Regions from separate parts of the Xenopus laevis genome. Here region 1 is linked to region 2. Evidence: chromatin contacts called from public Hi-C data. All regions are on one chromosome and are shown on one strand. The core of a region is the stretch at or near the end of the contact, and the rest is flanking DNA. Distances in the headings are between cores, read along the strand shown.

The links. Hi-C and Micro-C count contacts between places; a contact is called where the count stands out from the background.
Region 1: a contact with region 2 is called in a Hi-C map of the XL177 cell line, with 4 times the contacts expected there. A contact is called at or near these places in 3 of 4 Hi-C or Micro-C datasets (the XL177 cell line, the XTC cell line and animal cap).

What each region holds. Positions count from the first base shown.
Region 1 is chr1L:176,055,807-176,058,506 of Xenopus_laevis_v10.1, reverse strand. It overlaps tmem120b.L (transmembrane protein 120B L homeolog), which reads left to right. Exons shown (of 12, transcript NM_001095807.1): 5 at 324-419; 6 at 1,662-1,751; 7 at 2,584-2,649. Among protein-coding and RNA genes, the nearest start is that of tmem120b.L, 9.7 kb to the left of the region's middle.
Region 2 is chr1L:176,008,924-176,011,623 of Xenopus_laevis_v10.1, reverse strand. No RefSeq gene overlaps it. Among protein-coding and RNA genes, the nearest start is that of rhof.L, 5.3 kb to the left of the region's middle.

The sequences.
Region 1 (2,700 bases), core at 142-2,641, 47 kb before region 2:
TATCACATATGTGGGTAAGAAGTCCGCTCAAGCTTTTCACTAGAAACACTACTCTATAAGAATTATTTTAATAAAGTATGTGCATATGGTGGATTTTATGTTCAGTGATTCACTTTAGTTCTTCACCCCTCTCCCTAGTGTCAATGGCAGAATGCTAGTAATGTTCATATCCGTGGGGATCCACAATATTACATTTAATGATCGCTATCAATTGGTTGAATATATTTCTATCTAAACTTTTTTTTAAATTATTTTTGTCCCATATCCAGTTTGTGGGGATATTTATTAGCAGGTTTCCAGCATTGTTATTTCTGTGTTTTCAGATTTGCCTACAAGGATGAATATGAAAAATTCAAGCTTTACTTGACCATTATATTGTTACTGGGAGCTATCACTTGTAGATTTGTGCTAAATTACAGGTGAGCTGTAGCTTTGTTTTTCTTGTGAAGCTAATTATCCCTTTACTAGCAGATTCCACTGTTCTTTTTCACTGTGCTCCTTTAGGGTTTAAGCACACGGGCAGATTTGGGGAGATTTAATCGCCTGGCAACTAATCGCCTCTTCTGCGGGACGACAATCTCCCCGAACTGCCTTCCCCGTGCCTGGCGCCTCCTTTAATGACAAAATGCCAGTGCCGATGCACTCGCGGCCCTTCAATTTCTGAAGTCGCCCGAAGTTTGCTCGTGAGGTAACTTCGGGGACTTCGGAAAACGAAGCGCCGCAAGTTTCAATGCTGCAGGTGTTTTTTAATTCAAGCAGGGGGAAGCAGTTCAGGGAGATTAAAGAAGAGCCCCAAAGAAGAGGCTATTAGTTGCCGGGTGACTAAATCTCCCCGAATCTCACAGTGTGACCTTACCCCAAAGCTGGCCATACACGGGCTGATAAAAGCTGCCGATAGACAGTCGGCAGCTTATTGGTCCGTGTAAGGGGCCCTCCGACTGGCTTCCCTGATTAATATCTGGCCAAAATCTGCTGTGTAACCTGAGCCTTTTCTCATTTGAATAGCTGCCCCCATTGCTACACAGCAGCTTATTTAGATAAACAATAGTAGTGTTTCTGAAGCAAACACACCAGTTTTACCAGGGCAACACTGCATTATATTTTTATTACTTTAAAACACTTATTTTTTGATGTTACTGTTCCTTTAAAGGAGGACTAAAACCATTTGCTAATAAAAAAAACCCATGCTCCCCCCCCCGCACAGGAGTTCACACAAGTAAATGCCCCTAACTGGTAATTACACTTCATTGCAAAGTCAGTGCAGCAAAGCCATCTTCAGCGCTTCAGGAATATTCAGAAAGTAAGTGCCGTACCGGCGCATGCGCAGTTGTAGCAGTATTCCGGTTCGGAACAACTGCAAGCCACAGAAATTGCCTAAGGGACCCAATGATTCTCTAAGCGCCGCAAGATTGCGCCCCCGTGAGCTGACTCTGCAAAGAGGGGTAATTAACAGTTAGGGGCATTTATTTGTGTGAACACCTGTGCGGGGGGAGGGGGGACTATGACGGGTAACAGTTTTTATTAGCAAGGGGGTTTAGTTCTCCTTTAAGCCACTGAAAAATATATCAAATGTATGAAACTGTAACAGAGAGAGTCCATGAACTCGCTTGTTGAAAATTCTTTTTTAAAACTGATTAAACACTACTACTACTTCTTTTCAGGGTTACAGATGAAGTATTTAATTTCTTACTAGTCTGGTACTACTGCACACTGACCATTAGGGAAAGTATCCTCATTAGCAATGGCTCAAGGTAAGTGCTCCCACATGTGGCCTTTGTTTTGTGTGATTTCTATAATATTTATGCTGCATTTGCAGACCAGGAAAACCATTCTATATGTGCACCTTTCTGTTAACTAGATCAAGGCTTTCCGACTGGAGGCCTTCAGACAGGGTATGGCCTTACACTGTCTTTTTGATGCCCCCTCCCTGCACACAGGTTATAACAGTATAGCTATTGTACTATACAGATGTGTGTGTGATCTATTACATAATGGTCTCACTGGATAGCATATGTTGGACAGCACTGATAGACTTCTATCACACTCCAGATAATTTAACAAAAGTGCTTATTAGTTGAAGTTTGAGTGTCTATTTTCTTTCATGTAGCATGTATTTTACACCGAATTGGCTAGCTGCCTATACAATTAATCATGCTGATCAAACAAAAACTGAACCCATCTTCCCATTATATTGATTGATATAATATGAATAATACAATGATTACATCTTGCATGAGTCTTTTTAAGAATTCATGCAGATATGCCATAGCGATTCAACAGTTTTCAGATTAAATACACAAACTGCTTTCTATTTTTGCATAGTTTAATGTAAAGTAGATCCAGCTATTATTGCCAGCAAATGTAGAATATTAACCTGTTAAATTTTTAATTTGCTCTTTGAGCAAACACTGGATGGGTATCAAATAAATCCATAAACGATAAATCCATTGTTATGTGTTAGACACTTTTTACTCTTTGCAGGCAATATTGTATCATGTAAAAGCAGTCAATCAAATGATTTATTAGAAAGTGTAGAAAGGTAATGCAGTATGTTGCATTATTGACAATATATATTCTCTGCAGGATAAAGGGATGGTGGGTATCCCATCATTACGTCTCCACCTTTCTTTCGGGGGTGATGTTAACATGGTAAGTCCATCCAGCAAATACCACTGCTGCATGTTTACTAGATGCATGACT
Region 2 (2,700 bases), core at 79-2,578:
CTTTTGAATCAGTCCAGACCAGGCTGGCATATGCCCACAACAGTGAGAATATGCCAGTGGGTTTCACAGTATAGTCCAATAGCAGCTGGAGGGCCACCAATAGGACAATCCTTATATAATATATACTATATATACTTTAGTAAATACTTGTACCAAGGGACCCCTCAGAGGTTGAGACTCAGGTAAGCTTAGCCTAGCCTAACTGCATAACAAGTAATATATCAAAGAGGTACCAACATTTTATGCAAACTTGGACCATTTGGACTAGAAAAGGGAAATGCCTACCGTAGGAGAAGAGGCATAGTTTCAACCGACATATGTGCGTTTAAATGCAGTTACAAGGTCCACACAGCTGAATCAGTTTGGTCTAATAATGTACAAAGAATAAAAAAAGTATTTATGACTCAAGTCCAGAGGGGAGAATAAATGCAGTTTGTAAAACAATTCCGATTTCCTCATGCCTTTTGTTTCTATGTGGAAACTAAGAGGCTAATGCCTGTTTAATCGGAACACAGTCTCTGTAGAAATGCTGAGGAAAGCTGTGCTACGGATGGTTGTAGTTAACATCAAGGCGTGAACATCTGTTAGAGGTGATTCCATCTTCTAGTTGACTTTGAGGTTTGGCCGCACAAAGACTATATGATGATCAGCGGTGTAACTAGATATTACTGGGCCCCACAGCAAATCATTTTTCAGGCCCCCAAAATGTCTAGAGGTTGCCTTGTTTTACCAATATTTATTGAAACTGTATATATACAAACTCTGATGGTGAATGCAAATGGTTTTAGGAACCTACTAAGATTCCAAGTGAAGACACTTCTGTAGTAAGGGCAATGCTTGGGGAAAGACTTCTTCATTTTCTCACAAATGCAGATGGGCTTCACTAGACAAAGACATTTGCTCGTACTTGGTGTTACGCAAAGAAATTAAAAATGGTGCTGTATTTCCTCCATCCCCTTCCTATGCCCTCTTATTCTATAATTTAACACATTAATTTTCACCAGTGTTCTTATTATTTCCATATTTGGTTCAATCTCATCTTATATGTCCCCAACCTTTTGTAGACTTAAAAATATAGACTTATTTGTATGTGCACATTTTGTAAAATGTTATCATTATTCATTTTATAATTTCCACCAAAAGGGCCTTATGTGCTGGGAATTTATATTATGTGATTGTACTGTGGAATTTCTTAATGTTCTTTGTACTTTGTATGTTTAGAATAAATATTTGCATTAAGATCATTCAGTTGAAGTTTCATGCATGCATCTTGTTGTTTTTGTCATAACAAAGCACAATAGAATGGCTGTTTACAAATCACAGTCAATCCGGAGATATGTCAGTCTGTTCTTTTGTGATAGTGCATAGTGGCTTCTAAGATATTTGTCACTGTGGCCACACTAGCCTTCTCCTATTGATTGTATTCAGTTTTATTGTCTCAGATAGTAGGGATAGCTAGTAAACATGAAGAAAAAAAGGAGCAGCCCTATTTAGATGTAGGCATGTCCTGTGGGTAGGGGGTTGAATCCAATTGGGAGAGGGATGCCAGATGGTTTTCCCCTAGAGCAAAAGTGGTTCAAGTACTTCTTTTTTTCCAAATGTGCTCAGATCCTAATTTATTTTAAAACAAATAATGAAATTATGAAATATGTTGTTATCCTAGACTAAATTTGAATCCAGAACAGCAAAAAAAGGACTAAACCTATTTTCCTAATAAATGCTGTTCAAGCTGGCCTTTTTTACCAGTAGTTGGGCCAGCCCCAAGTTTTGGGAATCACTACCTAAGTGGAAGAGGATGAGGTGTTGGAAGACTGGGGTAGGGAAGGCACCGGTGAGGATAGAGAGATAAGACAGGGTAAGGTTAAACAGTGGAAGTCAAAGGTTGGATCTGTCTTTTCCAACTATGGGAGAGTGCATGTGAGAAGACACTAAAGTGTGTAAGCAGGTCTGACTGAGAATCAAAATAGGTCCTTGCATTCCAGGTACACAGAGGCCCAAACAGCACCCCCCCCCCCCACACCAGTCCAATAAATAGTTATTGTCTATGGCAATTTACAGCAGCCCCTCTGGAATTTCCTGGAACCCACAGATTACTAGTCCGGGCCTGGGCACATGGGAATGTTTTGTCGTCTGTGATAAATCTTCGCTACCAACAAAAGATTCCTTGTTTTCTTCCTACCAACTAAAATTCAAAGTGCAGGTGGTTTCCGCGCAAGGAAAATTCAGACAACTTTGCACCATGAGAATAAAAACACATGTGAAATGGTGATAAAGAACAAACAAGTGTTGATCTTGCATTTAAAGCTGAAGGTTGAGATAACTGATGCGTGTGATAGAAGAAAATAGAGGAGAACTGTTAAAGAAGACAGGTAGAGAATGAAAGAGAACGATTGTAGGACAAAAGTATGGTTGAAGACAGTGATCGCTTCTGAAGAAGTGCCGAAACGCCATGAAAGCGTAAAGCGTATGATCCACTAATTTGTATGCTGACATGCTGGAAAAAAACCTTTTAATATGGACCATTAAAGTTTATACATTTTTAAACACTCCTCCGGATGCTCCATGAAATACTCTCTATTGACATGATTGAGAAGAAATGGGTTGCCAATGGCAAGAGCAGAAGAAAAATGAAAGGAAGGTATATAGAATATTTGGGGATCACATAAAAGAGAAGAGAGGAACTGGCTGTATGAAATTGGA